5 separate regions of the Sus scrofa genome follow, and all the other regions are linked to region 1. The links are chromatin contacts, called in public Hi-C, HiChIP or PLAC-seq and promoter capture Hi-C maps. All regions are on one chromosome and are shown on one strand. The core of a region is the stretch at or near the end of the contact, and the rest is flanking DNA. Distances in the headings are between cores, read along the strand shown. Region 1 holds the start of HS6ST1 (heparan-sulfate 6-O-sulfotransferase 1). Region 2 holds the start of SAP130 (histone deacetylase complex subunit SAP130). Region 3 overlaps LOC106506245 (a long non-coding RNA gene). Region 4 has its middle 200 kb from the start of HS6ST1. Region 5 has its middle 130 kb from the start of HS6ST1.

Evidence for each region. Promoter capture Hi-C pulls out the DNA fragments that hold promoters and counts their contacts. Hi-C and Micro-C count contacts between places; a contact is called where the count stands out from the background. HiChIP or PLAC-seq counts read pairs in DNA pulled down with a chosen protein or histone mark.
Region 2: a contact with region 1 is called in a promoter capture Hi-C map of liver, with 3 times the contacts expected there. The contact joins the promoter of SAP130 here to the promoter of HS6ST1 in region 1. A contact is called at or near these places in 1 of 5 promoter capture datasets (liver) and 1 of 47 Hi-C or Micro-C datasets (skeletal muscle).
Region 3: a Hi-C map of alveolar macrophages shows a contact between it and region 1, with 4 times the contacts expected there. The contact joins the enhancer-like site here to the promoter of HS6ST1 in region 1. A contact is called at or near these places in 1 of 5 promoter capture datasets (liver), 2 of 47 Hi-C or Micro-C datasets (alveolar macrophages and embryonic fibroblasts) and 2 of 2 datasets of contacts at active chromatin or transcription factors (alveolar macrophages and skeletal muscle).
Region 4: a contact with region 1 is called in a promoter capture Hi-C map of liver, with 5 times the contacts expected there. The contact joins the enhancer-like site here to the promoter of HS6ST1 in region 1. A contact is called at or near these places in 1 of 5 promoter capture datasets (liver), 15 of 47 Hi-C or Micro-C datasets (alveolar macrophages, brain, embryonic fibroblasts and 8 more) and 2 of 2 datasets of contacts at active chromatin or transcription factors (alveolar macrophages and skeletal muscle).
Region 5: an H3K27ac HiChIP or PLAC-seq map of skeletal muscle shows a contact between it and region 1. The contact joins the enhancer-like site here to the promoter of HS6ST1 in region 1. A contact is called at or near these places in 11 of 47 Hi-C or Micro-C datasets (alveolar macrophages, embryonic fibroblasts, heart right ventricle and 4 more) and 2 of 2 datasets of contacts at active chromatin or transcription factors (alveolar macrophages and skeletal muscle).

The regions. Positions count from the first base shown.
Region 1 is chr15:59,064,340-59,069,472 of Sscrofa11.1, forward strand. It overlaps HS6ST1 (heparan-sulfate 6-O-sulfotransferase 1), which reads left to right and starts at 2,109. Exons shown (of 2, transcript XM_003133399.6): 1 at 2,109-2,909. The coding sequence starts at 2,383.
Region 2 is chr15:59,310,049-59,315,181 of Sscrofa11.1, forward strand. SAP130 (histone deacetylase complex subunit SAP130) reads left to right here and starts at 2,353. Exons shown (of 21, transcript XM_021076325.1): 1 at 2,353-2,529; 2 at 4,185-4,302. The coding sequence starts at 4,191.
Region 3 is chr15:58,824,906-58,830,038 of Sscrofa11.1, forward strand. All of the region lies in intron 2 of LOC106506245 (a long non-coding RNA gene), which reads right to left. Among named protein-coding and RNA genes, the nearest start is that of HS6ST1, 240 kb to the right of the region's middle. Within about 2 kb of position 2,991, at least 6 of the 83 cell types and tissues checked have an H3K27ac peak or open chromatin away from gene starts, as enhancers often do. A contact at or near this core is called in alveolar macrophages, embryonic fibroblasts and liver, where this site is marked.
Region 4 is chr15:58,858,962-58,864,094 of Sscrofa11.1, forward strand. No RefSeq gene overlaps it. Among named protein-coding and RNA genes, the nearest start is that of HS6ST1, 200 kb to the right of the region's middle. Within about 2 kb of position 1,985, at least 2 of the 83 cell types and tissues checked have an H3K27ac peak or open chromatin away from gene starts, as enhancers often do. A contact at or near this core is called in liver, where this site is marked.
Region 5 is chr15:58,935,351-58,940,483 of Sscrofa11.1, forward strand. No RefSeq gene overlaps it. Among named protein-coding and RNA genes, the nearest start is that of HS6ST1, 130 kb to the right of the region's middle. Within about 2 kb of position 2,766, at least 5 of the 83 cell types and tissues checked have an H3K27ac peak or open chromatin away from gene starts, as enhancers often do. A contact at or near this core is called in skeletal muscle, where this site is marked.

The DNA of each region.
Region 1 (5,133 bases), core at 859-3,358:
TAGGCCAGTGGCTACAGCTCCGATTAGACCCCTAGCCTGGAACCTCAATATGCCAGGAGTTTGGCCCTAACAGCAAAAAAAAAAAAAAAAAAAAAAAAAAATGGGTGTCAGACTCTACTCTGGAGACTCACTGATGGGATCAGAAATGACACATCTGCAGTGAATGGTGCCCCATATCTCTGGATATAGAACACCCCTCAGTTATGGGAGTTCCTCTTGTGGTCTAGTAGAAATGAATTAGACTAGTATACACAAGGACGAGGGTTCGATCCCTGGCCTCACTCAGTGGGTTAAGGATCTGGCATTGCTGTGGCTGTGGCGTGGGCCAGCAGCTGCTTCTCTGATTTGACCTCTAGCCTGGGAACTTCCATATGCTGTGGGTGCGGCCTAAAGAGACCAAAAAAAAAAAAAAAAATGTCAGTTATGATTCAACACTTGGTAGAGGATTGTCCTCTGGGGAAGGACGCCCACTGAGTTGACCCAGGGCAGCTGTGCCCTCCAGGCTTGAGCTGCTGCCTGCTGGGCGGTGAAGGAAGACTTCTCCGGCCAAAACAAGGTCAAGTGACAACAGACAGAAGCAGGTGACTCCAGGCTCGCCACTGTGCCAGCCCAGCCCCCACTCCTGACAAGAATGAGTCCTTGCTGGAGAAGTCTGACCCAACCACCCACAAGGCTTCCTGGGCCAGGTACAACTTTAAAGCAGTCACAGGATGGGAGGGGACTTTGGGGCCCCAGGTCACACCAGGGACTGGTCACCCCACCCCACCCACCTGCAACAGGCCCTTGGTCACTGTGTATTGTGCTCAGTGGGTATGCCTTCAGCCACTTCTGACAATTGCATGCTCCCTCCTGAGTTGGATTTTGGGGTGTCATTGGTTGTTTTTCCAGTTCTCCAGGTTTGCTTCCAGAAGAGATTTCTGGTGTGATTCAATATATTTTCAAGAGCTTTACTGAAATATAATGGACACAATAAAACCTCACAACCCCTTCTCCCCCATGCTTTCAGGACCTACAACAGAATGGAAACCACTGGGAGCCCCAAAAAGGGGGTGATGTGGGCATCTGATCCCAGGCCAGGCAGCCCAGGTTCGATGGAGACCACTTGGCCTGAGTTCAAAAACAAGGGACCAGCCCAGAGACCCAGGGGCGCTGAGAGTCTCAGCAGGTCATTTTATATCCCGACCCACCTCCTGTTCTGTGCAATTCCTGGCAGTGTGGGTTCCAGAGGTTCTGGCCCAGGGCCCAAGATGGAAGGAGGTGGAGGGCAAGCTGGGCTAAAGCAGACAGGGACATTCGGTCCCAAAGCGGACGGGACAGGGCGCCAGATCCACTGACCCACCTTCCAAAGCCAGAGGTTGGGGTGTTCTTGTGGACCCTCACAATTTTAAATATTGGCTCAACTTTTTCTAACTTCTTCCTTGGGATCTGAATAAACCTGGAGGGAAAAAATGCACATTGGTTAAAAGCCCTTTGAAAGAATGAGGGACTGCATAAAGCTCCCAAAGCTTCCGCGGACCCTTCGGCATCTCTCCAAGAGGGCCTCTGGGTCATTGTCCCACAGCCACGGTGGGGGGAGGGGGAAGAGAGTCTGACCACTGCCCTTAGACCCAGGCCCCCTACCGTCCCTTTTTCTCCTAGACCGCTCCCCCAGCCTCACATCCCATCAAATCTATTCCCCCCCCCCCCCCCCGCTTTTGGAACTTCAGAACATCCAGTGTGCAAAGTCAAGGTTTTCCCTCCACTGAAGCAGGGACAGGGACCCAGGCCCCAAAGCACCGGCCGCCACGGGGCCCCCTCCAGCCCAGAAGGTCAGTGCGCGCCCGCTACACGTTTCCCCAGCCGTTCTCCACGCCTCTGTGAACGGAAAGACAGACCCCGCTGCCCGCCTCGGAGCTGCCTAGCCGAGGCCGGAGACCCGCGTCGCGGAAGCTGGGTGCCGGCCTGCAGCTCTGAGCTCTGGGGGCGGGGCCCAGGTTCGCGCGGGCGGCGACGGCAAGAGGAGCGGCGGGGGCGGGCCGGGGGCGGGCAGGGGCGGGGCGGCGGCGGACTGCGGAGACGCGGCGGCGCGCTGGGCGGCGCAGAGCGTTCTCGGCGCGGCGCGGCGCGGAGCGGAGTGGCCGGCGCGGGGCCGCGGGGGGCGCGGGCCGGGGCCGGGCCGGAGCCGAGCCGGAGCCAAACTGGGGTCGGACTGGGGATCGGGGGCCGGGTGGAGAACAGCCATGGCGCCACGCAGGGCCGCGGCCCGCGCCGCTGCGGGCGGCCTGGGCGCCGAGTAGCCGGGCCGGGCCGGAGCGCGGGCGGCGGCGGCAGAGGCAACTGCTCCCGCGCCCCCCGCCCTCCAGGCCCCGCGCCCCGCGCCCGGGCTGCCGGCAATGGTGACACATGCGGCGGCGGCGCGCTGGCAGCAGGACCATGGTTGAGCGCGCCAGCAAGTTCGTGCTGGTCGTGGCGGGCTCGGCGTGCTTCATGCTCATCCTCTACCAGTACGCGGGCCCGGGGCTGAGCCTGGGCGCGCCCGGCGGCCGCGCGCCGCCCGACGACCTGGACCTCTTCCCCACGCCCGACCCGCACTACGAGAAGAAGTACTACTTCCCGGTGCGCGAGCTGGAGCGCTCGCTGCACTTCGACATGAAGGGCGACGACGTGATAGTCTTCTTGCACATCCAGAAAACGGGCGGCACCACCTTCGGCCGTCACCTCGTGCAGAACGTGCGCCTCGAGGTGCCCTGCGACTGCCGGCCCGGCCAGAAGAAGTGCACCTGCTACCGGCCCAACCGCCGCGAGACCTGGCTCTTCTCCCGCTTCTCCACGGGCTGGAGCTGCGGACTGCACGCCGACTGGACCGAGCTCACCAACTGCGTGCCCGGCGTGCTGGACCGCCGCGACCCCGCCGCGCTGCGCACGCCCAGGTGAGCGCCTGCCACCGATCCCGCCGTCGGGCCAGGGCGGCGGAGTGCCAGCTGGCGGCCGGGCCCGGACCCCCGCCGGGCGGTCCTGGGCCGGCCCTTCCCACCGTGCCCCTCTCTCCTGCCCTCTCGGGGGCCCCCATTCGCCGCAGCCCCTCTGGACCCCTTCCTGACCTCGAGGTGCCCCAGTTGGTCTGCTGCGGCCCGTTGTGGTCCCTGCGCTCTGATTCCGCTCTCACCTCCTCCTCCGTGCCTCTTTACTTTTCCCCACCGCTCGCAGAGCTGCACAGCGCCCGGGCTTCCCGGGGCCCCCGCCCCAAGACCGCGCTGGCAGTCCAGGCTGGCCTATCCTCGGATGGGAACACGCGTTCCTCTGTGTGTGAAGGCCACCTGGTGTGCCACCCTCACTGTTCCGCTCCAGTCCACATCGGAAGTGAGAGAAGTGAAGCGCCCCCCTTCCACGCCCCCCCCCCAGCCAGTCTATCTTGAGAGGGCTGGGGAGGAGCTGCCAGAGGAGGGGGTTGGCTCAGCCTTGCCCAAGTGGCAGGTAGAACAAAGGCCCTAGTGTCACCTGGGGCTGGGGGCGGGGAGGAGGCAGGACTGCCTGCCCCTAAGAGGTGGGCCAAAACGAGGGCAAAGAGGAGCAGAAGCAGGCCAGCAGCAGGCTGTGGGGAGCTGAGCTGGCCAGGGGCACCTGTGCAGCCAGACGCCTTCGCTGGGGGCCCCCACTGCTGTGAAGATTGATCTGGGGGGCGGGGAGCTCTTTTGGGAAGCACTTTGTATGCAGAAAGACCCTCCTCTCTCCCCAGGATACTGGATTTCCAAGGGTTAAAGTTGGGGTTCTTTTTCTTCTGTTTGTGATGGTGCCCTATGGGGTCTTTTCCCCAGGACGTTGGGGCTGGGAAGGGCCAGGAGGAAGGTCTTCTTGCCTGCCTTTTGTTTCTCTTCCACATTTGTCTTAAGACCGAGTTCTCTCTCGGCCAGCCTGGCCATTGGGGAGCTGTGTTCCTCAGCTTTCCTAGCTTGCAGGTGCAGATCTTGGTCCATTTGGAGAATGAAGGTTTGGTATCCAGCCAGCTTGGAACTGTCCTTGCTCAGCCTTCAGTCCTTCCCTCATGGTCTTTCCCAGACTGTCAGCCACTGGGGCCCTAGAGCTGGGGGGAGGGTGTGGCTCACCACTTTCCCTTGGCTGTCCCCCCCACTAGCAGCAGCTCCCAGCCTGAGGGGTAATGTTTTGGTCCCTTAAGGCTATGTCGGTTCTCAGTCTGCCCATCTAGGCCCTTGAAGCCTTGCTTCCTGCCCAGCATTTGGGCTGCACCACGTAGATGTACTTTCCTGGCCTTGTACCAACCCTCACCCCACTACTCCCCAGAGTCCAACACTCTGTGCCAGACCAGGTTGGACCTGGGGGCTGGTAGCCACCCACCCTCACCCCGCTACTCCCCAGAGTCCAACCACTCTGTGCCAGACCAGGTTGGACCTGGGGGCTGGCAGCCACACTGGCCCCTCCAGAGCCCTGGAGGGGACAGTGTGCAGACCTCATTCCAGGACTACTGGAGACCCAAGTCAAGCTTGCCAAGCAGTCCTGGGCTCTAGTTTGCGACCAGGACACTTGTCCTGCGGCCCCACTTCTTGAGGCTGTTTTTCCCTCTGGGTCACCAGGATGAAGGACCCTGGCCTCCGTTTTCCAGAGTTTGTCCACCAGAACAAGAGGCCCAGCCACCCCACAGAAGGGGGCCACCAAGTGCTGCACAAGGGAGGTCAGCACTCCTTCCTCCAGGTGGGCATGTGGAGCAGGAATGGAAGACTCCGTGCGTGGTCAGCTGAGGCCAGCTGCCTCCTGCTGTGGTGGGCCGCCGACCTGCCCGCCCGCTGGGAAGTTGCTGAGCTCAGCAGCATGCCGACCACGGAGGAGGGGTTTCCAGGGTCCTCCTGTGGCCTGCCCTCTGCCGTCTGCTTGGGGAGTGGGTTGTGTTACCAGGCAGGTGACAGCCTTGCTGTCCTGCCATGTCATGCTCCCCCCTTCCATTCTGTCCCCCGCGGCGCTAGGTAGATTGCGTCTTTAAAGAGCCTCCTGGAGAGGAGGGGGGTAACCTTGGCTTTGTGCATTTAATTTACAAGCCCAATGCATGAGGTTCATCTGCTGAGTGCTCTCCTGGTCTGGGGGGTCAGGTTGCAACTCCCCATTGGCCCAGGACCCAGCACCCAGAGGAACGGAGGCAGTGCC
Region 2 (5,133 bases), core at 1,103-3,602, 250 kb after region 1:
GGGGTAAAGCCTCTGGCATTCTGGCTTGAGCAAAACACTGGAAGCCAAGCTGTGTGTGGAGAATTGGTGGAAACTATTGTCGCTAGAGTACCCAGTGTTTGGAGAGGTAGGAGGGACAAAATTATTAAGGCCTTTGAACTGGGCTTAGAGGTTTGAAATATATTCTGAAGTTATGGGAACATTATGGCCGGGAAGAACAGATTCAGATAAATGCTTTAGGAAAAGAACTCTGTGGGAGTTCCCATTGTGGCTCAGTGGGTAACAAACCTGACTAGTATCCCTGAGGATGAGAGTTCGATCCTTGGCCTTATTCAGTAGGTTAAAGGATCCTGCATAGGTCACAGATGTGGCCCAGATCCCGTGTTGCTGTGGCTGTGGCGCAGGCCAGCAGCTGCAGGTCCGATTTGACCCCTAGCCTGGATACGTCCATATGATGCAGGTGCAGCCCTAAAAAGCAAAAAGGAAGGAAAGAGGGAAGGGAGAGAGGGAGGAAAGAAAGAGAATTCTGTGCAGGGTAGGTTGGGGTAGGAATGACTTGAGTGGGGTAAGGACTACTATAATCCAGACAGGAATTAATGAAAGGTTGAGCCAAGGCTATGGAAGTGGCTGGAAAGGAAGTACAGAGTACATATGGTGACTCTGGGAGATGGAAGCACAGAAACCAAAAAGAGTAAAACCAAAGGCAGAGAGAATGGTGACACCATTAATCCAACCCAGAAATCAGGAGGTGAGGCTAATCAATACAAGTGTTCAACATGTTAAATCTCAGGGGCTTGTAAGACATATGTTTGGAACTGTAGGTGTACAACTCAAGACAGAGGTCACTATGCAGATAAAACTGAGTCATTTTCAAGAATGATGCTGTAGGAGTTCCTGCCGTGGCGCAGTGGGAACGAATCCAACTAGGAACCATGAGGTTGTGGGTTGGATCCTTGGCCTCCATCAGTGGGTTAAGGATCTGGCGTTTCCACGAGCTGTGGTGTAGGTCGCAGACGTGGCTCAGATCTGACGTTGCTGTGGCTGTGGCATAGTCCGGCAGCTATAGCTCTGATTAGACCCCAAGCCTGGGAACCTCTATGTGCCACAGGTGCGGCCCTAAAAAGATAAAAGACAGAAAAAAATGCAGAAGAATGATGCTGTAAATTGTGAGAGTGTATTAAGCTACTTAGGAAGATAGTGTAGCATTAAGAGAGGGTCGGAGCCTTGGAGAAAAGAGAAGTATAAAACAGCTGAATAGGGGCAGAAGAAGAATCAGGAGAGAGTGTGGTTCTGGAGGCCAAGGGAAGACCATTTTAAGGAGGAATTCCTGCTCTTAAACTAAGCAAGGACCACTGAGTGAAGGTGAGTAGGTTAGTGGAGGGAGCAGTGTAAGAAGAGGCAGGAGCAGGCAGAGTCTAGGAGAGAGATGGCTAAAGTATATCACGTCAGTTACTTATAGAAGAAATGTGAGAAGGGAAGAGTGTTAGAAAGGAAGATGTCTTGAGAAAGGAGAGGGGGCATAGCCTTGAGCTGCCCTTTTTGTACTAAGAATGTAGCTGTGCACGAAAGGAAGAAGGGATTTGAGCCCCATTTATTTCCTATCGCAAAACTCCAGACTAATTTACCGTCTAGGAAGATTGGCGGAGGGACATAATCTCTAGTATCAGACTCATTCTGCTTTCGCAGCTTTGGCTAAGACTTCCACAGCCGTATAACTCCAACACTCTACCCCAAACAAAACAAATCACCACCACCTCCCTCCGCTTCTCCGTAATCCGGAAAGTCTGAGCAGGTGCACCGCGCCTGAGTCCTGCGCCAAAGGCACCTCTCCGAGCCCGCTTTAACCCGAGTGTGCTCGGCTCCCGGCCAAGTTCCCCACGCAGCGAGGCCAGTGCAAACCCGACTGAGTCCCTTCGTTTCCGTGCACCCGAGCCTCCCATGACGCTCAAGCTTCGCGGGTCATGGCCTCAATGGGGACATCAAGTCCCACACGCAGCGCGGAGAATCCAGTACAGTCCGGAAAACCCTCAGCCCTGCCTGCGGCCCCTTCGGTACGCTGCAGTCGGCCTCCATTACCCTATTCCCGCGCCGCAACTCCCTCGGAAAAATGAAACCTGGTGCCATCACATGAGGCAAAAGGGTAGCAGCTTTTCACTAGGCAAAGAAAAACGGCAGAACCGTCGCTAAATAGCTAAGGGGTGTGTTGCTTCGGCCGGGTCGCCAGGACGCCCCGCCCAGGCCCGCCTTCTCAGCACCAGAACTACCTTTCCCAGAGGCCTCTGCAGCCCCGAGGGGCAGGCCCGTCCGCTCTCCACTCATATTGAACGGTGATTGGCTTTCCCGGATGAGGGCGGGGCCTACCCCAGCCAGTGGGTGAGAGGCTCGTTACGGCGGCGGAAGCAGCGGCGCTGGGCAGAGGGGTGGGGGACCGAGTGCTAGCGCCTCGGCGGCGGCGGCGGGTCCTGGAGCCCGAGGACGTCGGCTCCGCAGGCGGAGAGCGCACGGGAACCAGCTCGAGGCGGCAAGGCGGCCACTCGGCGCAGCACTCAGGTAATGGCGGGACGTGCGCCCAGGAGGGGAGGGAAAGGGGAGGGGAGGAGACGAGGGGGCGGGGCGGCCGAGCCGGGCTGCAGCGTCCGTCCCGCTGCGCGTCCCCAGAGAAGGGCAGCGGTGCCTCGTTTTCTGCGGCGCGGACCTGTACTCTTTCGTGAACTGAGCACGGCAGTTGGGCCGGCTGCAGGGGCCGGGTGTCCTGCGACAAGGAATGGAAAGCCGTCGGGAAGGCTGGGCTGAGTTGGGCTTGGGGGCGTGGCGGGCGTGGGCCTTGGCGGGGAAGCTGAGAGGCCGGGGGAGCGCGGGCGGGCGGGCGGCCCAGGGAGTTTGGCTCCTGGAGCAGTTTAAAGTGACTCTCCACATCCGGGCCCTGCGCCCGCCGCTTTCAGACCCCGACCGAGGCGGGGCCTCCCAGCTCCCCGCCCCTCTCGCCGGCAGCTCTTGTCTTCCTCTGCCATTGGCTCTTCCTCGGGGGTTTGGGCTGCCCTGGCGAGGCTCGCGCCTGATTGGCTGGCAGTCGGCGGGAGGGTGGGGCGGGATCACAGCGCGCAGGCCGCGGTGGATTGGTGCAGGCCCTGGAGTGACGCACCCGGCGTGGGGCCAATGGGCGGGCGGGGGAGGTAGGAGCAGGTTCGGGGAAGAGGACTGGAGCAGAGCGGCGGCCGGGGGGCCGGGGTGAGTGGGGTCGGCGGGACTGGACAGCGACGGGCCCGAGGGGCGCTGCGGCACGAGCGGTCCTCGCGATCTCGGAGCCCAGCGCTGCCACCGCATTGGGTCCTCCGCAGCACCCCCGGCCCGGCGAGGTTGAATTAGGAGGGGCGGGCGGCGGCTGCAGGTAAAGAGGCACACTGGTCCTGGGGCTCCTCAGAACGCCTGCCCCCCTCTCCAGAGGATTCAGAGACCCGAAGTATCAGGAGACCTGTGTTCTCTGATCTCGGCGGTGGGCTTCACGGTGGGGGGTAGGATTGCGGGCTAATCAGGGATATCGGCAGAGCTTGGCTCCTGAGCGAAAAGTGGGGGTAGATTTTAGAGAAGGTGGTGAAGGTCTCAGTTCCTTTTGGCTGAGCTGGGGTCTGTGAAAGGGGCGGGAGATGGGGGGGTCGGAGAGAAATCTGTAAATGGAGCCTGTGCAGGATAGCATTGAAAATCCCTTTTGCGTCAGGTCTTGATGTAAGGTTTCTGATCCCGTCTTAGGACAGGGCTCTGCCTTCAATTTCTCCTGTGACACACTGATGACAATTCAATTCACCTTGGTATGAAGCTTAAGTCTTTCAAAGGCACATGCCACTTGTCAGGAAACTTTACATGTTTACATAAATGTTGCGTTAATACCTGTCGTGTGACTGTTGTACAGGATGCAATGTGGACTTTTTAGTGTGGCAGTCCACAAGTATTTTTGGGGGAGGTGTCACAATATCTCTCAGAACCATGTAAACGATTTTACGATTTTGCCATTAACTGAACCTATGTACATCAGAAACTTAAAGAAGTTAGACCATTTATGCACTGAATGTTGAACACAAGTGCTGTTTTAGATGAATGATGCTGCATTTGCTCCTCTAAGGGAAGATATAGGCACTAAAGATGATTTAATTTTCATTATTGGTTACAATCTCAGAATCCAGTAATAACCATATGACTATGCACTGCAGGTGGAAATGAGTTCTCAACAGTTTCCTCGGTTAGGAACCCCTTCCACCGGGCTAAGCCAGGCTCCTTCACAGATAGCCAACAGTGGTTCTGCAGGATTGATAAACCCAGCTGCCACAGGTGAGACGTGTGATATTCTATATTGCTTCCTGCTTTAAAGATATTGACAGTTTTCTACTTTAAAAATTAGCAAATTCCTTGTGGGATCTGAGTGAATACTAGGTTATTGAATTTGAAGAAAGAATATATTACAATTCTAACATAAATGAGACTTTTTTCCCCTTTTTTTAACTGCTTGATTCACATGTACCAGAGTGTACATAAAACGTATAGTAAACCACATCTACAAGAACTATTTTTAAAATATTTTAATGTGTTCATATTTAATTTAATTAAGGCTCAGGGGTATAATAGTAATGCCATGAGGGAGCACAGAAGTATATAATGCATAGGTCTTGCCTTTTAGGTGCTTACTATCTAGGAAAAAAAAAATCTTTATCTTTAAGATATTTATACATGTATATTTATCTTGGCTTTTAGTTGTACACTCTTTGAATTCTGTGGATCAGTGGTCCTCAGCTGGTGATAATTTTGCCCCCCTAGGGATTTGGCAGTGTCTGAATATATTTTTGGTTGTCACAAGTAGGGGGTGCTATTGGCGTCTGATATTTATAGGCCAGGGGTGCTGCTCAACATCCTACACTGCGCAGAGCAGCCCCCTACAACAAAGTATCCAGTCCAGTCAACAGTGCTGAAATCTAGCTACTCCTTCAAATAATCTGTTATATGTATCAAAAAGATGACATTACAAAATGAAATAAAAATACTCCTTTTTCTATTCCTTTTTTTACTGCCTAATTTCTTTGTTCCTTATCTTGGTAAATGGTACTACCATCTACTCATTGCTCAAACCAGAAACTCGGGCATCCTATTTAATTGGTCTGTCTTTGG
Region 3 (5,133 bases), core at 1,741-4,240, 240 kb before region 1:
GATCAGTGTTGTTGCGACTGTGGTGTAGGCCTGTAGCTGCAGCTCCGATTCGACCCTTAGCCTGGGAACTTCCATATGTCACAGGTATGGCCATGAAAAGAAAAAAAATTTTTTTTTAATCAAAAGGACAGTATAGCAAAGTTTTATTGTTTTTACCATCTACATAAAGCCCTACTGAATTTATTATTCTGAAACATGCTTTCTTCATTCACTGTATTCATACAACAGCTCAAAGTTCTCTGAGCTTAATTCCTAAAAATCTAGCTCGTTTATTTTAATTGCTGTTAGAATGTGTGTATGTGAATATAGCATGATTTATTCAGCCAATTCCTGTGGGCATTGTGAATTTTCACTGCTGTAAACAGTGTTTAACTCACGGGCTATGTTTACTTCTTTGCACGAGGTTTTCCCAGAGGAAGAGTACCTTGCAGGAAAATTTCTAGATTATAGGTTTGATGCTTATTCAGTTTTATTAAGGTCCATCTGGCCTCCAAAATCAGAACAATCCTCCTAATGGGGAATGAGGTTCTGTGTCACCCGCCGTGGTCACTCTTTCCTTGTCATGCTCTTTCCAGCAGAGTTCTTTGGTTAAGTGGCAACTCTCCAGAGGTCACAGTTGAGCCACTATTCTGCGCCCATTGGCCACTGTAGATGTTTTCTTCTAAGAAACACAAGGTCCCGTCCTGTGACCATTTCTCTCTAGAGTTGCTTGTCCTTTTTTTTTTCTTTTTGCATTTTTAGGGCCGTACCTGCACCATATGGAAGTTCCCAGTCTAGGGGTCCAATCAGATCTGCAGCTGTGGGCCTACGCCACAGCCACATGGGATCTGAGCCATGTCTGCATGACCTACACCACAGCTCATGGCAATGCTGGGTCTTTAACCCACGGAGTGAGGCCAGGGATGGAATTTGCGTCCTCAGGGGTTCATTACTGCTGAGGCATAACAGGAACTCCTAGATTTGCTTGTCTTTTATCTCACGTTGACGCTTTCCTGGGATGAGACCCCCACCTGAGCTAAGGACAGTGCTTTCTCTTCCCCTTTTCTTCTCTGGCATGTCCCCTTGTGAACCGAAATGGCCTCCTGAGTGGGCTGAGAAAGACCCTCCTTCAGAGCAGGGGAGGAGGGCAGTTCCATCACCGTCTGCGCCCAGGGCCGGCACCCCAACTCCTGGCTCTTCAGAGGTGGTGAAACAGTGGACCATCACCCATGCTCAGGAGCCTTGTGGTGCTGGAACAGACAGGGTGAGCAGTGAGCTCACTGGCCATCCCAGCCTCGCTCCTATAGCAACCAGGTATGTTTATGCCACATCTAAGAACTACTAAGTGAATAAGACTTAGTTTAATCTATTATGAATTTGAGATCTGTAAGATCAATTTCAGAAAGTAAAGGGGAAAAGGAAAGATGGATCATGAGCTGGAATTGGCATGGTAGCACAGCTCCTAGGGGCTAAGGCACCAACTGAATAATCACAGAAAGTGTTATGTGAGGCAGGATGGCAGGGCTGACACAGAAGGAGAGGAGACTCAGGAGACGCTGAGTGCTGGGGTGGCACCCCTCCCCAAAGCCAGGAGGGGGCACTCTGGGTGCAGCTCTGCCCAGCAGTCTGGAGGGGACAGCTCTGCCCAGCAGGCTAAGAAAAAACTCAAAAATAGACAACTCTGCTAACACATTGGGGTGTAAGGGGGAGTGTATTGATGTTTGCAACTTTGAAATGCATCCGAAATTAGAAGGACTGATGGATGGAAAGAAGGACGGATGGAGAAACAATGATAAAGCTAGTATAGGACAATGTTGCTGGAACTTAGGTATGCCTAGATGAAATTTTTTTTTTTTTTTTTTTTTTTTTGCTATTTCTTTGGGCTGCTCCCGTGGCATATGGAGGTTCCCAGGCTAGGGGTCCAATTGGAGCTGTAGCCATCGGCCTACACCAGAGCCACAGCAACGCAGGATCCGAGCCGCGTCTGCAACCTACACCACAGCTCACGGCAACGCCGGATCGTTAACCCACTGAGCAAGGGAAGGGACCGAACCCGCAACCTCATGGTTCCTAGTCGGATTCGTTAACCACTGTGCCACGACGGAAACTCCGAAAATTTTTATAATAAAAAGGTTGGGTAAAATAGTAAATACCTGCTCTTCCAAATTACCATAATAATTACATGAGATAATGAATGTGGAAGGGCTCGCTACACTACAGAGGAGTTACAGATGTTTTAAATGATTAAAATAGTGTAATGGCATAACAAGGGGAGGTTAAAGAGATAAGGAAAGAGATGAGTCCTTTCAAGCCAATAAATAAACTAGAAATAACAAAGGAAAGGCAAGGTGGATTTCTGGCAAAGAAGAAATACTGAATATAATCAAAATGAATGCAGAATGAAAAGAAAAAATGATTAATTTTTTTAAATCAGTGGGCATGTAGAGCAAACAAATAGCAAAGTTATGGATAATTGGTATCCCTAAAATAGCTAACCTACCAAATGGAAATAAAAAATATTCAAAGGTAAATGAGAAGGAAGTACTTCTGGAAAAAAGGGAGAATTGTATCTGCAGATTGAAAGGGTACTGCATATTTCAGAAGAAAATGATATAGGAAAAGCAATACTAAAACATATTCTAGTAAGCTTAATCAATGAAAAAAAAAAAAGAAAAGAAAGTCTTGGAGTTCCCACTGTGGCACAGAGGGTTAAGGGTCCAGTGTTGTCACTGCAGCAGCTTAGGTCACTGCTGTGGCTGGGGTTCAATCCCTGGCCCGGTGTGGTGGGTTAAGGATCCAGTATTGCCACAGTTGGGGTATAGGTCTCAGATGCAATTCAGATTTGATCCTGTGAATTTCCATATGCCATGGTGCAGCCAAAAAAAAAAGAACTTCTTACAAGGAAGGAAATCTGGTTGCTTTCAGATTTTTCCCACCACCACTAAGTTCCAGAAAACCACAAAGGAATGTACACTAAGCCAAGTTGAGCAATAGGCAACCTCAAATATGCAAGTATCCAAACTATTGCACACATGAATTTTTCTCGAAAGTCCTAAAAACATCCAGGCAGCCAAGGCAAACAGGGAGATGCCGGGTACAAGAACTAGAGATGGCCTGGCAGTGGGTAACTCACACAACCAGGGCTAAAGAGATTCAAAATACGATTCCAGCAGGTCAACATTCTGACATTATAAACTCACCAGAGCTGGAAGTATGAGCAGGAAAGGCATTTGAAAAAAAAAAAAAATCTAAATCTTTTCTTTTTCTCATGTTTCATAATGGGTTGTAATTACTGTCTGAAGGTTGACAAAGAAAGAAATGGAGTTTTCAGTATTTGTATAAACATAAAATAGGGAGTTCCTATTGTGGCTCAGCAGGTTAAGAACCCCAGTAGGATCCATGAGGTTTTGGGTTCGATCCCTGACCTTACTCAGTGGGTTAAGGATCCAGCGTTGCCATGAGCTGTGGCTTAGGCTAGCAACTGCAGGTCCTGTTGGAACCCTAGAACGGGAACTTCCATATGCCGCAGATGCAGGCATAAAAAAGAAAATAAAATATATATATAGCTAAAAAATAAGACAATTAACTTCTATCTTACTGGCAGAAAACATACAAACTACACACACACACAGAAAACATTAGCACAGTAACATAACATAAAAAAGACAATAGAACTGAGATCAAACTTGACAGATATATCCATAAGTGTAATTAGATAACCGCACACCATAAAGATTATATTTGAAAAATCTACTTGCTGACAAAAAAAAAAAAAAAAAAAAAAAGCTGTATTGAAAGCAAAGTCACTGAGAAGCCTGGGAGTAAACGGATGGGCAAGACTGGGGCTATGAAAATACAATCCATCAAGACAATTCAAGGGAAGCATTCTGGAGCAGAAGACGCTTTATAATGATAAAGAGGATAATATGCAATAAAGCTCTAACTGTCAGGAAAACGTATGTGCCAACGAATCCGGTGCCAAATGCATAGGAAAAACTACAGTAAATACATGGAGAAATAGAAACACAACAGTAGCAAAAAGACAGCACTCACTTCTCTCTGCCTTTCACCAATCCACCACAGTAATGCAATGACAAACGATTAAGGTGAGGGGAGGCCAATAACAAAAAATGAATCACTATGTTTTAGACTCTGCCCTGCCAATGGGACGTTCCCATCTTTTCAGTGCCCATGGGACATTCACAAATGGTGACACTTGCAGATCTCAATGGCCCACTGCTCACAGAGGCGTGGACAGGGTACAGGGAAGAAGGGCACCTGGGGACCAACTCCTGGGACTGGAGAAGTGAGGGAAAGATGTGCTGTTAGAGGTATGAGCCCAGGGAGGGCAGGTGCTGAGGTGGGCTGGGGCTAGAAAGGCCATGACACTGTGTGCCAGCCAGCAAGGCTGCTCAGGAGACACACAAGTTGGCCTCCTGGAACCAGATGGGGCAGAAGAGGGCAGAAAAATAGATGGGGAGTAGCAAAGAGAAAATTTGCAACACACGAATTTGATCAAGAAAAAAAGAAAAAGCAAAATGCCCTAAGTTAGAAGTGAGAATGGGAAATAACCACAGAAAAAATTGATGTCATAACAAAAGCACGTTACTCAAATCCATGCAAATGCATATGAAACCCAGAAGAAATCAATGAATTTCCAGGAAAATATGAGTTATGAAATTTGAATATGGGGAAATATGCAGAACATAGAAAAATAGCAATGAATTATTATAGGGAAATATTTTTGTATGTCAATTCCATAATCAGACATTTTATTGAATTTCCTATTTTTCTTCTTTTTTTTTTTTTTTTTTTTTTTTTTTTGCTTTTTAGGGCCACACTGCGGCATATGGAGGGCCCCAGGCTAGGGGTCTAACTGAAGCTATAGCTGCCAGCCACGCCACAGCCACAGCAACGCCAGATCTTTACCCACTGAGTAAGGCCAGGGATTGAACCTGAAACCTCGTGGTTCCTAGTCAGATTCAGTTTCCCCTTCGCCATGACAGGAACTCCTGAATTTCCTTATTTTTCAAAAAGTTCTCACTAGATTCTCCTGCTCGTGTCAGGTACACAATTAAGTCACACGACAATAATGACAATTTTGCTCCCTTCTTCCCAATTTTTTTGTTAATGGATGCACCCACAGCACATGGA
Region 4 (5,133 bases), core at 735-3,234, 210 kb before region 1:
ATTTTTGTTTTCCAAGAATATATTTTAATTCATACAAAAACTGTTTGTTACTGATTGTATATCATATATTTAAAATTGAAATGCAGCCTCTCATAATTGTTAAGGGATGTTTTTAAAGCCAAAGAATTAATAAAGGAAATAAGATGTTACTTCAGTGAAGTCTTATAGCAGTTTCCTAAACTGAACCTCTTTTGGCTGATTCTGTTTTATTGAAATTCACTAATTTTTTATTGGCATGATTATATGTGCAGTATTCAATTTCAGAAAGTTTGCACTCTGCATTTCTTTTCTTGGACCTTATTACTTGTTTAATTTCATGATTCTTCCTGGAAATAATTTTGAACAAGCAAGAGGAATGTCAGTTCATGCTGCCATAACAGAATACCGTGGACCTGGTGGCTTAAACAACAGATGTTTATTTCTTACTGTTCTGTAGACTGGGAGTCCAAGATCAGGGTGCCGGCATAGTCAGGATCTTTTCTTTTTCTTTTCTTTTTTTTTCATTTTTTTTTAATTGAAGTATAGGTGATGCACAATGTTGTGATAATTTCTGCTGTAAAATATTGATTCAGTTATACATGTATGCACATCCACTCTTTTTCAGATTCTTTTCCCACATAGATGATCACAGAACATTGAGTAAAGCTCTTGATGAGGGCTCTTTTCCTGATTGGGTCCTGGCCTTGTTTGGTGAATACATGCAGAGAGAGAAAGAGGAAGGAAAGAAGGAAGGAGGGAAGGAAGGAGGAAAGAAGGCAGGCAGGCAAGAAAGAAAGAAAGAAAGAAAGAAAGAAAGAAAGAAAGAAAGAAAGAAAGAAAGAAAGAAAGAAAGAAAGAAAGAGAAAGAAGGAAGGAAGGAAGGAAGGAAAGAGAGAGAGAGAAAGAAAAGGAAAGGAAAGGAAAGAAAGAAAAAAGATTACTGTCTCTTCCCTCTTCTAGAATGTCACTAATCTTGCTACAACCACCCCTAAGACTCAATCCCTGGCCCAGGAACTTCCATATGCCTGGGTGTGGCCACTAAAATGTGTGTGTGTGTGTGTGTGTGTGTGTGGGTGTGGGTGTGTGTCTGTGTGTGTGTGGGTGTGGGTGTGTGTCTGTGTGTGTGTGTGTGTGGGTGGGTGGGTGGGTGTGGTGAAATGGCACTAATCCTATCATGGGGAGCTCCACCCTCACAACCTAATTATCTCCCAAAGGCCCTGCCTGCAAACACCATCATCCTGGGAATTAAGGGCTTCAACATGTGAATCTGGAGCAGATACAAACATTTAATCTGCACAATGTTTTTAAAAAAGGGCAAGGTTTAAAAAAAAAAAAAGATTATCACTCAGTGTCAAAGGTACTGGGATTTGGATGTGCTTTAAAGTAGAGCCAATGGGTAAAACAAGTGTGAAAGCAGGAGAGAGCAGGGGTGGCCTGAACATTGGAGGGCTTCCCTGGGAACACTGAGGGAGGGGCGGGTCTGGCCCAGGTGGGATCAAAAATTTGGTTTTCAGGAGTTCCTGTTGTGGCTCAGCAGGTTAAGAACCCCACCTAGTGTCCATGAGGATTCAGGTTCAATCCCTGGCTTCCTTCAGTGGATTAACCAGTATTGCTGAAAGCTATGGTGTAGGTTGAAAATCTGGCTGGGATCTGGCATTGCTGTGGCTGTGGTGTAGGCTGGCAGCTGCAGCTCTGATTCTATCCCTGGATCAGGAACTTCTGTATGCCACAAGTGCAGCCCTTAAAAAAAAAAAAATGAATTTGGTTTTCAGACATGTTCTCTGTTGAAACACCTGATGGACATCCCTGTGGAGGAGGAAGTAATATGGGAAACACCAGTACTTCCATGGAATTGAAAACCAGGAGACTGGAGGGTATGGCCTCAGGCAAATAACAAAATCACAGTATACTCTTTAAGTCAGTCATGGACTCGCTTCAGAGAAGCAGAGCCCTGACCTAGTCTGAGGGCACAGCAGGTGACCTTGGGAAGCTGAGGCCAGGTGAGCCAGCCAAAGGAAGGCCTGGAGCAGGGTACAACACAGGACTTGCAAGGATCAGCAAAAGGCTGGTGGTGTGTGGATTCAGAGAGTCAGGGCACCGTTGTGAGAAAACACACCTCAGACCTGGGATTTTTATCAGCAGAGCTACAGGCAAAGATTGAAGAGTTCTAAGTAGCAAAGTGACATGATCCGAGGTGAGTTTTTAAAGGCTTGAATAAGCTGCTTTGTGGAGAATGGATTAGAGCAGCAAAGTAATCCATCCAGGTGAGAAATTACATGTTTGGACTAGAGGGATATCTGGAGAGATGGGAAAAGTGGTTAAGTCTGAGAACCGTGAAGCAGGCGATACAGGAGGTGATGGAGTATATAGAAAGAGAGGGAACAGGTTAAGGATTCCTGGGTTTGGGGTGGAGGATCATGCATGCCCTGAGCCTGGGGGAAGATAAAGGTGTCAGATTCAGGGAAAAGTCCAGCTCAGTTAAAGCACATTCAGCACCAGCACCAGAGACCCCATGTATCATAATGTCTGGTTTGGAGCTTAGGAGAGCAGGTTGGGCGAGAGGGAGAGCTGGCTCTGGACGCAATGCTGACTGGATGGCAGGTGAAGTTATGTGGGTGGATGTTGTCTCCCAAAGGAGTTACCCCTGAGTCAGGAAGGCTGAGAGCCTGGGAAACAGATGCCAGTGCTTAGGGGCCAATGGAAAAAGGGGAGTCAGGAAGGAGAGAGAAGAAAAGGAAAGCTGGGAGTATCCCAGCCAAAGAGGGGAGGGGATGCCTCAGGAAGGAAGGAGCAAGTGTTCTATGAGACCTGGTAAGATGCAAGGACCAATGAGCTGGACTAATGGCCATGGCCATTCCTGATGACCCCAGGGAGCAACACGTAGCAGAGGGCTGGGAGAACCAGAAGTGAGTGGGCTAAGGAATGAAGGGAAGGAAAGCAAACCAGCAAAAGTAGACAGCTCTATTAAGAAACCTATTGCTGGACTCTTTAGTAGACAGTAACCATGGCGAAAAACACCCTACCCTGGGCAATCAGTGTGCAACACAGTGGTGGGGGTGCTCCATACATGTGCTCCCTTTAACCCCACAATGAACCTAAGAAACAGTGACAAGTGTTCCCGGACCACAGCCAGGAGACTGAGGCATGACCAATGGCAAGGTTAAAGCCTCACAGTCTTTAGGAATATAGGGAGGGTGGTGTCTGAATTTGAACCCTGTGCTGAGATTAAGGCTGTGTGACTGTCCTGAGCTCATAACAAGGAAGGTGGTGGCAATGTGCAAAGGAACAGAGGCTCTGGCCTGAAGCAGGATCCTGGTCTCGGGTCTCTCTGTACCACCATTTCTAAAATGAAGGTAGTAACCTCTACTCTTCCTGTTTCAGAGTTCCTGGGTAGATTAAATGAGTTCAGGCATTGATTTAACAATTGGAGCTTACACCTCATGGAAGAACCCTAACAGGAATGGGTAGATGTGGACAGATCTGAGGCCCATGTCTGGGCAGAACCAATGGGATCTGCTGGTGGGTCAAATGTAGAATGTGAGATTAAGAGGAAACAAGACCTTTCCTAAGGGTTGGGATTGAGGAGCTGGCCAGACAGAAGTACCATCTACAGAAATGAAAAAAACAGGAGAGGAGAGGTTTCAAGAAAAAAATCAGTGGATGAGTTTGAGGCCTGTCAAGTTGGAGAAGTAAAGGGTACCCCCTGAGTTGTGACCCAGAGAGGGGCCCAGCCACAAGAGTACACATGCCGTGGGGCTGGGGCCATGATGATGTATGCGCTCCAGTGAAACATGGGCACAAGCAGCAAAGAGGGTCTGAGAAAGGCAGACAGAATGGGAGCCCAGGAGCCAAGAATGGGGAGGATTCCCAGGAATCCATCCCTTTGGTGGGATGTTGCTGAAAGGACAGGGAGCCTGGGTTGGACAACATGGGGGCTCAAGGCCAAGTTCAGTGGAGGTGGTTGGGTAGCAAGGCCAATGAGCAGGGTACAGGATGAAATCAGTGGTGAGGAATGAGTATCAGAAACATCTCTAATCAAGATAAATATAATAATGAAACCTAAATGGAGCCCAGCCAACATGGAGCCCTTTTCATTCTCAGTGTTCAACTTCCCTTCTATATGAAATGCTGCTGCTTACAAAGAGGACACCCAAGACCAGCGAGAACAGTGAGCCCAAAGCAGGACAGGAGATTGAGTGTGAGCCCAGGAGCCCACCTTCCATTCAGAGCTGGCCTTCTTTCAGGGTTGCCCTGAGATAAGCACCAGGGTAGCTGAAAAAGTGAAATCCCCAGGGCATCTTCACAGCCAGAGGGGACCCACCAGCTGTACACAGCTTCAGCTTTCCCTGACTGAACTGGCTGCCCCTTATGGCTCATCCACTGCCTCACTGACCCATTCATGCATCCATTTGTTTAAAGAGCCATTCTGGGCTCTGCTCAGACCTGTACTGTATCCAGAGACTTGGGTCTAAATCAGAGCCTGATCTTGCTCAGGAGGGCAGACAAAGAGGCAAAGCAGAGAGTGATGAGCTATGGGGTGAACAGGGCATGGGAGTTGGGGCAGGAGCACAGGGAATGTTTCACCTAATCTTTTTTTTTTTTTTTTAATGGCTGAACCCAAGGCATATGAAAGTTCCTGGGCTAAGGATTGAATCCAAGCTGCAGCTGTGACCTACACAGCAGCTGCAGCAACATCAGCTCTTTAACCCACTGCATCAGGTGGGGATCAAACCTGCACCTCTACAGCAACCCAAGCCACTGCAGTTAGATTCTTAACCCACTGCACCACAGCAGGAACTCCCCTCACCTAATTTTGTTGAGGGGAGATGGGAGGACTCCTCAGGGAAGGTGACACATGTGCAGACTCTTGGCAGCCAAATACTGTTGAAACTGACAGCACTACGAGTTCCCGTCATGGCTCAGTGGTTAATGAATCCGACTAGGAACCATGAGGTTTCAGGTTTGATCCCTGACCTTACTCAGTGGGTTAACGATCCAGTGTTGCCATGAGCTGTGGTGTAGGTTGCAGATGCAGCTCGGAGCTGGCATTGCTGTGGCTGTGGTGTAGGCCGGTGGCTACAGCTCTGATTCAACCCCTAGCCTGGGAACCTCCATATGCCACAGGAACGGCCCTAGAAAAGACAAAAAAAAAAA
Region 5 (5,133 bases), core at 1,516-4,015, 130 kb before region 1:
CTGGGGGGCAAAGGCAGGAAAACCTAGATGATCACCAGGAGTGATATTACCGGGAGGGCAGTCAGCCACCCTGTGGGCACCCCAGATGCAGAAGCCATGCCTTCCCAACAGCCACGTCCAGTGGGGCCTGGCCATCTGGGCCCACCAGGGGACATCTCTGAAGAAATGTCCATCATCACCTTCAGCCCAGCAGTTGGCCTATGTTGCAGCCCTGCTTCTCCCTGCCTACTCTTGCTTTATCCCAAGATCACTGTCAAAAAATTGTCCTGCCCAGTAAACTCTCTCTGAGTCTGCTTCCATAAAAGTGTGGACCCTCCTGGGTGAGTGGTAGGGATGCTGCCAAGATGGTTCCCAAGGGTGCTGGGCACGGTCAGCCTGGCAGCAGTCCTCCACCTGCCCTCCTCCTTCACTGGGGCTTGCCTGCTCCCCCAGGGCCCAGTGTCCCTCTGCCAGCTGCTCATTACCGCAGCAGTCCTCACTGCTGCAGTCCTCATGGCCTGCAAAGAACACTACCAGGCTACCCACTGCAGCCCATCTGAGGTTGTCCCCCTGGGAGCCCTGAACCTACCTCAGCCTCACCTTCCTTCACAGGCAAGACCACTGTGCCATGGGGAGCCTGGCCAGTCCACTGGGTCCAAAGGTGCCAGGTCAAAGGCAACTTGGGAGAGGCCACTTGATAGCAGACCTTTGGTTTAGAATATTATGGATTGTCCCACCTGGAGAATTTCTCATCCAGGAGACGCAGAAGTGGGGGGACCAAAGACCCAGCTGGAGCATCACTGGGAACCGCCCCTGCCCCACTCCTCGCATTAATGAAGCCACAGAGAGCAGAAACCCCAACACGTGATGTACAGGGTCTCTGGGAGGAATATGGTGTGGCACTGTGAGCGTCACCTTGGGAAGAGCTGGAGTTTCACGCCGCCTCACGAAGGCTACAAGGACACTGAGCTGGGGAGTGGATGGGTTTCGAATGCGAGGCCCATGAGTGTGGGCCAGCACAAGCTGTGGCCGCCCTTAAGGGTGTGGCTGTGACCAGCATGCCTACACCCAAGTGCATGCCTTAGCAAAGTGCCATAGACCTGGAGGCTTAAATAACAGACATTATTACCTCAGTCCTGGGAAGCCAGACTCCAAAATCAAGGTGTCAGTAGGGCTGGTTCCATCTGAGGCTGTGAGGGAAGGCTCTGACTCCAGCTCCCTCCTTGGCTTAGAGATGCCCATCCTCCCCCTGTACCTGCATCTCCACGTGGTCCTCCCTCTGTGATGTCTGTATCCAATCTCCTCTTCTTCAGGTCTTTTTAGGGCCACACCTGCCGCATATGGAAGTTCCCAGTCTAGGGGTCGAATCGGAGCTGCAGCTGCCAGTCTACACTACAGCTCACAGCAACGCTGGATACTTTAACCCCCTGAGCAAGGACAGGGATTGAACCCAGGGATCAAACCTACATCCTCATGGATACTAGTCAGGCTCCTTACTGCTGAGCCATGATGGAACTGCTACTGCTTCTGCTTCTTCTTCTTTTTTGTTTTGTTTTTTTGGTTTTTTTTTTTTTTGGTTTGGTTTTTTTTTTTTTTTTTTTTTTTTTTTGGTCTTTTTAGGCATATGAAAGTTCCCAGGCTAGGGGTCAAATTAGAGCTGCAGCTGCCAGCCTACACCACAGCCACAGTAATACGGAATTCAAGACCCCTCTGTGGCCTACACCACAGCTCACAGCAACTCCATATCCTTAACCCACTGAGCGAGGCCAGGGATTGAACACATCCTCATGGATACTAGTTGGGTTCATAACCCACTGAGTGACAACAGGAACTCCTATCTTGGGATACTGAGTAGAATTCCCTGTGCTATAGTAGAGCCCTGCTGTTTGTCCTTGCTATATATAATTGCTTGCATCTGCTAACCCCAAATCCCCAGTCCTTCCCTCCCCCACCCCACCACCCCCATCTCCTCTTCTTACAATGACTCCAGTCCTATTGGGTCAGAGCCCACTTACCTCATTCTAACCTAGTTGCCTCCATAAGGACCTTACGTCCCCATAAGCTCACATGCTGAGGTACCAGGGGCTAGGACCCCAGCATACAAATAGAGGGACGCAGTCCATCCCATAATATCAAGACTTGGTGGGCTTGTGCTGCCTCCCTGCACCAAGAAAGTGGGCCTGGAGGTGGCAGGAAGTCCACCAGAGGCTTTGGGTGCCTCTACACAGGCTGCAGGCCACCAGGGCCACCAGCCACTTCTCCCCGCTGCCACCCAGGCGGCAACAGTAGGAAGGAGGGTGGCCCAGAGCCAGCCAGAGTGCCAGCAACCCTGTCGTCAATCATCTGACAGCTCACTGCCTGCTCTGGGCTCTAAAATAACACATCGATTTTGGAGCCAAGGCTAACTTTAGTTACCAGTGATGCCGCTAACAGGGGAAAATAAGTCATCATCATTAGAAGTGAATCCAAATGAATGAGCTTGCCTGGGTCTCACTGGGATTTGGGCTGCTGCTTTTTTTTTTTTTTTTTTTAATAGTCATAGTTTGCTGACATAGTTCTTCCTAGTCTGAAGCAACATGAAAGAAACATTTTACCCAGTATGACACATTACCATTTGGGAAATATTAAGGCATTGATTATTCTGCTTATCTATTGCTGTTTTACAAACCATCCCAAGATTTAGTGGCTTAATACAGCCCATTTTATTATCTCTCACTACCTGGTGGATCAGAAAGTGGGGCAGGGTGATCCTTCTGCTCTGAGTGACATGCCCAGGGTTTCTGCAGAGTGCCCAGCTGGCAGTGCAGCAAGGAATCCAAGAAGAGAGGCTGGGAGCCACGTCCAAGTCCAACACCAGAGGTGGAGAGAGCAACTTGGAGAGGAGCCAAGGGAACCAGCGGCTGGCATGTTAGGTTCCAGTCAGCAACAGGGGGACGTCAAGAGCAAAGGCGTCCAGCTGGCAGAGCAGCCCCAGACTCACCCACACTCACACCTGTTCACATGGACACTCACACGCACTCACACTTGCTCACATGCATACACTCACCCACACTCACATGCACACTCTCACACACTCACCCCTGTTCACATGGACATTCTCACCCACACTCACACCTGCTCACACGCACACACCCACACTCACGCCTGCCCATATGCTGCCTCATATAACACCACACTCACACCTGCTCACATGTGCACTCATACACACATTCACCCACACTTATACCTGCTCACATGCACACTCACACACTCACGCCTGCAAACATGCACACTCTCAGGTACTCACCCACACTCACACCTGCTCACATGCACACTCACACATACATTCACCCACACTCTTACATGCACACTCACCCACACTTAACCTGCTCACATGCACTCATACCTGCAAACATGCACACACAACCACTCGCACCTGCCTACACGCTGCCTTATATAACACTCACCACACTCACACCTGTTCACATGCACACTCTCACCCACACTCACACATGAACACTCTCACACACTCACCCACATTCACAACTGTCCACATGCACACTCTCACACATGCTCACCTATATTCACACTTGCCCACACATTCTTATATTCACACTCTCTTACTCATATCTGCTCATACACACTTTCATGCACACACCTGCTCATACATGTGCTCCCCCTCATTTACACACTCACCCACACTCACACCTGCCCCCACACATGCTCTCAAAGACACACACACAGTGACACCTGCCCACACACTCATATTCACATTCACACCTACTCATACCCTCATGTGCTCTCCCTCATTTACACACTCACAGTCACACATACTCATACACATCTGCACACTCACATTCACACACTCTCACAGACTCACAGTTACCCTCACACATCCACGCACACACCACTCACACACACTCACACTCAGAGACTCTCATACACACAATGTCACCATAGCACTAAGCTGTGGCCCCCTCGAGGACAGTTATATAGAACATGTGAAGTGGAATCACCTCCAGGAATTCCTAAGAAGATGTCCACCAGGTCACAGGCCTGGCCAGATGCTGGCAAGCATCAGGGAGGGGAGGTGACAGACATGAGGGTGGGAGGGAGCAGTGCTGATCCAACGCCAAGACCCCCTTTCTCCTCAAAGATTTGGCTTCATGATTCATGGACTCCATCCCAGAGATGCACCTATGAGATACGTGGCTAGCAAATCATTTATCCCTACAGTGACTTTTTTGTGTGTTTTAAATTAGTTATCACTTTTTAAAACTAAGGAGATACCACATACAATCTAGATTTCTGGCTTCCCTTGAAAAGCTGGAAGATAGGAGTTCCTGCTGTGGTACAGTGGGTTAAGAATCCAACTGCAGTGGCTTGGGTTGCTGAGGAGGTGTGGGTTTGATCCCCAGCCCCAGTGCAGTGGGTTAAAGGATCCAGCATTGCTGCATGTGTGGCTCCAGTTGTAGCTGCAGCTCTGATTCAGCCCCTGGCCTGGGAACTTCCACAGGCTGTGGGTGCAGCAAGAAAGAGAGAGAGGAAGAAAGGAAGAAGGGAAGAAAGGAAGGAAGGAAGGAGGGAAGGAAGGAAGGAAGGAAGGAAGGAAGGAAGGAAGGAAGGAAGGAAGGAAGGAAGGAAACTAGAGAGAGAGAAGGGAGGGAGGGATGCAGAAAGGGTGGAAGAGAAAAACTGGAAGACTTTGAAACTTGTGTGATGCCAGCCTGAGTGCTGGGCCCCCACACGGATCCCACCAGCTGGCCTCAGGCCTGGGGCGTGGGGCCTTTCCAGCACCCCCCATGCTGGAGTAGGTGACCTCCATGTCATAAAAGGGCAGCCCTTAGAGGTTATCTACCTCAGCCTCTCATTTCCTGTTGGAAAGTCAGGCAGGAGAGGAGGCAGCCCTGTCTGCAGCCACAGTGGAGCAGAACCACTCAGCCTGGCCCCCTCTGGTGATGCCAGGGTAGCACACACCTGACACATCTCCTCGTCCTCAGCTTCCCTCTCCCAGGGCCTCACGCTGTTCCTGCCCCTGGTGTACGCTAGCTGCGACTGCAGGCACTTGACCATGGGAGAAAACACAGCCCAGGTTCTCCAAATTCCACTGCCAAAGGGGAGCCCACAGCTCCAAATGCTGGACAGCCTGGGATGGAGGTTCTGCCCCCAGAAGGG